2 separate regions of the Mus musculus genome follow, and region 2 is linked to region 1. A link is a contact called in public HiChIP or PLAC-seq data. All regions are on one chromosome and are shown on one strand. Each heading gives the region's core, a stretch centred on a gene start, on an enhancer-like site or on the middle of the called end of the contact. The rest is flanking DNA. Distances are from core to core; before and after follow the strand shown.

Region 1 (3,579 bases), core at 668-3,167:
GGAATGGAAGACAATGAGACTTTCATGGTGGGTGGGGGAGAGCGGGAGGACACCAGAGTGATACAGGAGACAGGACATATGTGCCAGAAAAAAACCTCGTGCGGGACCTGCACCTGACTGATCCCTGCTGGCCTGCTGGATTATAAGCAAAACTGGCAGCTGATGCTGGGAGGATAAAGACCTCCTTTGCAGGGAGGACCCTTCCCCATCCCTCTCCCCATACAGTCACAAGCTCTATATACACGCATACACACAAATCTGAGGATACCCCCTGGGGCTCCTGTAGCTGTGTGCCTTTCTTCAAGCTGCCTGCACCTCTGGCTCTGTCCTTCTTGTCCCTCCATGGTCTCATTTGCAGCAGAGCTCAGAGCCAGCTGAGCCAGCGCCTCCCCCCCCCCACCGCCCCCGACTTGCTCCTGTATCCTGCATCATCTCTTTCTCCAACTCTCTCCCTCAGACAATGGGCATCAGCAAGTACAACATCGTGATGGCCCAGGACCAACAAGAGCTGGATGACTCTAGGATTATACACTCCCAGGAAAGCCACTGACAGTTAAATACCAGCAGTCTAGTGACTCCAATAGTTGCTGCAACACACTGAGGAGTCTGTGGTGGGGGGGTTGGGGAATGACTCAGAGGAGAGGAGGTGCTGAGACTGGGCTCCTGAGCATTTCTGACTACCTAGTATCAAACCTCAGGTATCTATTCTTTCTTCTAAAAAATGGGCTGGGAAGGAAAATGCCTACCTGCCAGAGCAACAGGAAGAAGAGATGAGGCCCCAATACAGCGAGCCCAGAACAGCCTGGAAGGCCCAGGAAGTGTGGTCTAGATGAGCCTCCGTCATAACACTACATAAAGGCCCTACCATGTCCCCATCTTACCAATGAGGAATCACAGGCACAGAATGAGAAACAGCAGAGACTCGGCTTTGAACTCATGTCCATCTGCCCAGACACTTTGGCCTTCCCCCTCCCCATCCCGTGGAGGCTCTCCTGAAGGGCTCCTATGCCCCCTAGTACCTGCCCTCAAATAAAAATAAAACAGGAATCAAGATAAGTGAATACCCCTGGTGGCTAACTTTTGTTGTCAACTTAACAGGATTTAGAGTCCCCGTAGAAACAAATCTTTGGGCCTGTTTATGAGAGATTTTCCAGATTAGATTAGTTGTGGTGGTGAGAAGACCCATTCCAAATAGGGCGGTACCACTCCACAGGCTGGGGTCTCAGATTTGTTAAAACTCAGAAAGCAAGCTGAGCACATTTGTCTCTGTGTCCTGACTGTGGATACAATGTGATACAATGTGATACAATGTGGATACAATGTGATGCAATGTGGATATAATGTGATGCAATGTGTTGATACAAATCCAACTACCCCTTTGCTCCTCTCACCTCACTTCACTGGCCTGAGAGACAGCAACCCTTGCAACAGTTACAATTTAGAATTATAAACCGGAATAAACTGTTCCCTCCTTAGGTTACCTTCTGTCACAGCAATAAGACAACCAATACATAAACTAAGAAAATTACATCTGCCACTGTCATCTTTAAATACCTGCCCTGGACCCCAGAAGGAGAGGCCATTACTGGGAACGTAGCATCCTCAGTGAGGACACTGAGGGCTTGGGGACACGGAAGGTGCAGGTTACACAGGTACGAAGCAGCTACACTAAGATTAAGACAGAACTCTGAGCCAGGCATGATGGCACAGCCTTTAATCCCAGCACTCAGGAGGCAGAGACAGGCAGATCTTTGGGTTTGAAGCCAGTCGGAACCACAAGAGAGTCCCAGAACAGCCAGGGCTATACAAAGAAACCTTGTCTCCCCACCACCACCACCCCCAAAGATACACATCAGCTGACATCATCACCCAAGCACTTGCCTCTGCTGTGTGGCCTCAGAATAATGACTCAGCTCTAAAGAGCTACAAGTCAACTCCTCCCATCCTTGAACTCCACCCAGAGCTCCCTCCACATCATCCTGACCGGAACACTTACTGGCACTTTTGCTGCCTTCGTAGGGTTGACAGGTTGGCCTTTCTGTCTATCAGAGCTTCTGGTGGTTTCTGAGCACCTCGGGAGAAGCTTGGTTCCCTCTGGGAAGCATTCAGAACTCTCTAAACTGACCCCAACCCATGGATCTGGCTTCATTCCCAGGATATCCACCCTCCCACCAAAGTATTTCACGAACGTGAGCCATGAGCCCTGCCCATCCAAGACAGGCTAGCCCAGCAGGGACTTTCCCATTCTTGGAGCAACATGGCTGCTCAGTCTCTAACATGGTGGTTGGTACTCATGGTTCTGCCAAGAGTATTTTATACAAGCGAGAAGAAAACCAAGAGCAGAAGAGAGGTGAAGCTGTGATTGGTGGTGTACAGTCCTGGCACTGACTCATCTCTCTCCTCTCCAGCTTCCTGGAGGCTACCCTCCCTGTCTCCATACCCACTGTGGCCCCTTTGGGCCCAGTAGGACCCAAAAGTGATAGATCAACTGGCCTATTATCTCATAGCCCAAGGGGTTCTCTTGACATGTTGGCAGCCCAGCCTGGGCCTCACTAAGAAATAGCCAAGAAGCTAAGCACCCAGTGTGTCCTGCACACTGAGGAAGCTGAACACACAGCCCAGTCCGACCATCTTTCCTGCAGGCGGCAGAGGCATGTGTGCCAGCCCCCTCCACCCACTGCAGGACTCCAGGGAAGAGCCTTGCACCTACCACCTTTCCCAGGTTCTCCTGATTAAAGCGGCAGTGGGAAGAGCACCTCCAGCCCCTCTGCAGGAACCATTTATAGCAGCTTGTTCAAGCCCACATCTGAGAAGAAAAAAAAAAGCCCACTGTGGTTGCCTGTGGCTTCCCAGTCCCTCTTTTTCTCCCCTTCTTTTTCTCATTTAATGATAGGAAGCTGAGCTCAATAAAAATCTCTCTCCTGGCTATTCCTGGCAGGAGGCAAGTTGACTGGGGGCTAAGCAGATGACCCTCAGGTGTCAATGGGCACAAAGTCTGTCAGCTCCCAAGGGCTCAGCCTTCACAGAAACTATAGGAGGCTAGTCCCATTGGACAGACGAAGAAAGTGAGGTTTTAAGAGGCTTGGTGAGTTGTTTAAGCCACATTTTTTCCAGCAATACTATCAAGGACATTGTGGCTGACTCTCAACATCTGTCCTGGACCAAGAAAGATGGCACTGATGCTCAAGCCTGCCTCCCCATCAGTATCACCTTTGGAAATTACAGAGTGACTGATATTCATACCCTATCCAGACTGATGAACAGTTTCTGAGAAAGAGCCCAAGCAGGGGTAGTTTGGAAATCTGTTTCTGTGGGGTTGGGGGTTGAACTCAGGGCCTGGCATGTGTTAGACTCTACTGACCCACATTCCTAGTCTTTGGTTTTGGGAGACAGGCTCTCAGTATGTTGCCCAAGCTGGCGCTGAACCCATTATGTAGTCCAGGATGGCCTTAAACTCAAGGTCCTCTTTTCTCAGCCCAGACCCCTGTCCCTGCCCCTATTTCCACCCCCACCTCCACCCAGCTCTCAACCCCCATCACAAGTGCTGGGATTAAAAGTGCATGCCACCATACCTACATG
Region 2 (3,579 bases), core at 631-3,130, 650 kb before region 1:
ACAGGTGAAAAGGGGAATTCGTTAAATTTTCCAGGCCTGAGATGGAGTGGAAACGGCCACCAACACGTTTTTGTTTATAGAGTAACAAGAAAGGAAAGAAAAGCATTAAGAGTCCCATTCACATATGTCTGAATTATTTCAGTTCCCAAACTTCTGTGTCATGTAATCGATACTACTCCTTCACAAAAGTGTCCCCAGAAAAAAACGAAATTATTTGCCCAAACCAAACACCTAATTGAGGGAAAGAACTTTGAAAGTTCAAAGACTTTTAAAAGGTCCACTGTCTGGGCTGCAATGATGGAGAGTTTATGTCCAGAAAAACGGAGCACACAATGGCAGCTTCATTTTTGAATCTAAACTTTTTTTTTTTTTTACTAAAATAGCAAAGTCTTATCACATGTCTTGCAAGATGGACAACCCTGGGCCTTTGGAATTCTCACCCCTCCAGAATGTCTTGGCTAGTAATGATAAGATCATTTCCCCTACAGAATAGGAAATCTTTTGAAATCCTCAGAATAATGACTCAACTACAGTTTTAGTCTGGAACTCCATCCGTGATCCCGTGGGAGTTGCGCTAATAGCAAGGTGTGTCAATAGTTACTCTGTGTGAATTAGGAAACTGTAGGGATGTTTGAATCCATGCTTGGATTGAATCCATGCTTGAATTCAGTGCACAGGGATCGCCAGAAACCTGGTGCGGATGGGTTCTTGCCTTGCTGTGCTGAGGGAGCAGGCAGCTCACTTTCCACTGCAGCAGATGCAGGTCTCACAGGCAACTACTCCCCTGGAACTAACTCTGATAGAGACGGACAGGCTGGATGGTAAGACTGAAACAAGGAACACAAGAACCATGCCCTGTTAGGTAAGGAGACAGCTTCTGAGAAGACAGAAGTACCTTTTGTTAGGTCTCAAACCCGGGACAAACAGCAGAGGTGCCCGTGGACACCAGGTTTCCCCAGCAGTCCTCCTGGCTGGCACACCCACCCCCTACCCTAATCTTCTCTAGCCCAGGGACTATGCTGGGCTGCACTTCCCCCAGCTGCTTTCCCTATATGACCCAGCCATTTGGGGTACCCCAGCCTTCTTACCCGTTTGAACCTCTTAGCCTCTGCTCCTGGCTCTCCTCTCTCCTTCCACCCTCTCCTCACAGGGCCCAACTCAGTCAGCTGATTCTGTCTGCTCTGCACTCTCCCAGATGTTTCTGCCTCTGACTGTGCCTGCAAACTCCCCTATATCTATAGTGAAACCCTCCACCTCAGGAGCAGTCATGCCCACCTTTTTATTTCTTGTCTTTCATTCACCTTTCACATAAATACAGCAGATAACCGCCGAGGAGACCACACCCAGGTTCTAAAGAGAAAATAAAAATGAGTCATTACTGACCAGCTGGTGCTTGACTGGTCCTGTTTAACCCTTAAACTGGCCTGTACGTATGCATCCTACAGGATGGATTATCCCAATGGAAAGATGAATAAAGATGAATATGAATATACACACACACATATTCAATATATATACATATTCAATAGCCTCTAACTTTTAGAGATGCTTTAGGTTCACAACAATATAAAACAGAACATACAGAGGTACCTCACAGTCTCCCTACCTCCACATACAGCCTCCTATCTCTCCAGAGAGGCACCTACGCTACAGTAGATGAACATATATTGACACAGCACTCCCGGTCCACAATTCACAAAAACCACTCGGTACTGGTCAACTTGATCTCTACATCACATGTTATGATTTATATTTTGGTATTTTTTTCAGCTGCTTAAAACGACAGTCCTGAAAAGCATTCTTAGCACTTTGAGCTGCATAAAATTCAGCCAGCAGCCTGAGTTAGCCAGGTGGTTTTGATTTGGTCATTCATAGCTGTTTATGTTGCAATGGCTGAGATAGCAACAGTCAGGAAGGGAATTCTACTTGCAAACTGGGAGGTTCTATTGTGCCAGAAGGGCAAACATTTCCAGCTTTCCCCTCACGATTCACTCCTTCTAAAGGAATCGAAATCTGAGAACAGCAAATGTCATTTGTAACAGGTTTGCCTGAGCAAGCTGTTGTGGTATGTGGTATGGTCCTAAAACTTGAAGTCTGTGGCAAGGGGATCACAAATTTGATGCCAATTAGGGCTACAGAGTGACCACTGTCTCAAGATAAAAAGTATGTCTGTAATATGGGAGGTCACGTTTTGAGATACAAGTCTATTTGGAGAAGTTAGGACAAAGGTAGAACATATTCTCCACCTATGGGAGGCAGTACAATGTCAGGAGTCTCAAAATGGGCCATGGAACCAGATGGGTTGTGAGACCTGCCTTGGTCCTTGGGCACAATGCTTAGCCTCTCTGCCCTCCATCTTCCTTGTTTAAGATGACAACCACCAGTGTGTATATGATGGTTTTGACTATGGAGTGAAATTGTGCGGAGTTCTATCTCAGTGACCCTCAAAATTAAAGAGAAATACTAATGAGTAAGAAGGCATTTTTATAGCATGATGCCTTCCCATTCTGCACCCATGAAGAGACACACATTGCAATTCAGCTTGCCGGGCATATGAGAATTAGAATCTAACTCACCACACTATTTCCCCCGTTAACAGTTTAATGCTGGCTGAGTGTGCTGAATGCTTCAGGCTACATTTCAGTAATGTGATTTTTTTTAATCTCTCGAAAGATCACAACAGTTTTCCCAGAAGGATTTTAATCATGACCTTTAAGCTTGTTCTCTGCTTCCTCTTAAAATTTCAGTAGGTAACTCCTAAGTGGTTTTTTTTTTTTTGCAAATGTTCCATCTATGCTATCCCGTGTTTGCATCTCTGTTATATTGACCAACTCAAGCACAAAACAATTTTAATAAGGTCATGGAAATCTATTAGAAATAATTTTTCAGACATCTGAAATATAATCATATCCACTGTTTCTCTGTGTGTGAAGGTACACACACACACACAGACACACACACACAGACACTCAAGGTGTGAGCTTGGATGGCAGAGGCCAGAGGTCTTTTGAGATGGGGGTCTCACCTTCTTACCTGGAACTTGCTGATTCGGTTGAGCTGGCCCCAAAGCCCCAGAAACCCACCTCAGCTTCCTCCATGGCACTGGGATTACAAACCCGGGCCACCACACCAGGTCTTGTTTGTGCGTCTGGGGTTGGAAGTCAGGTTCTTGTGTTTGTTCAACAAGCACTTTACCCACTAAGTCATCTCCCCAGTCCCTGAGCTGCTTTTCTAAAAATAGAGGAATCTCTGGTCATGGTGATTAATGATGTATGTATTTACAGAATGGAAATAATTTCTTCACTCGATTTCAGTTTGTTTTAAGGAAAGGGGGGCCTTTCTTTCTTCCTTTGTCTTTTTTTTTTTTTTTTAATGTAATTCTGGCTGTCCTGGAACTTACTCTGTAGACCAGGCTGGCCTCAAACTTAGAGACCCACCTGCCTCTGCCTCTGCCTCCCAAGTGCTGGAATTAAATGTGTGCACTTTTATGCCAGCTTGAGTTGTTTGTTTGTTTGTTTGTTTGTTTGTTTGTTCGGCTTAAAAAAACCTTTTGGTCACAAGTCTAATATTAGCAGATGC

The links. HiChIP or PLAC-seq counts read pairs in DNA pulled down with a chosen protein or histone mark.
Region 2: an HNF4G HiChIP or PLAC-seq map of pancreatic cancer cells shows a contact between it and region 1. The contact joins two enhancer-like sites.

The regions. Positions count from the first base shown.
Region 1 is chr19:47,218,184-47,221,762 of GRCm38.p6, reverse strand. The region is part of intron 1 of Neurl1a (neuralized E3 ubiquitin protein ligase 1A); the gene reads right to left. Among named protein-coding and RNA genes, the nearest start is that of Gm36693, 18 kb to the right of the region's middle. Within about 2 kb of position 1,917, at least 85 of the 459 cell types and tissues checked have an H3K27ac peak or open chromatin away from gene starts, as enhancers often do. A contact at or near this core is called in pancreatic cancer cells, where this site is marked.
Region 2 is chr19:47,867,457-47,871,035 of GRCm38.p6, reverse strand. Gsto2 (glutathione S-transferase omega 2) reads right to left here. Exons shown (of 9, transcript NM_026619.2): 2 at 1,276-1,350; 3 at 713-827. Among named protein-coding and RNA genes, the nearest start is that of Gsto2, 3.5 kb to the right of the region's middle. Within about 2 kb of position 1,880, at least 27 of the 459 cell types and tissues checked have an H3K27ac peak or open chromatin away from gene starts, as enhancers often do. A contact at or near this core is called in pancreatic cancer cells, where this site is marked.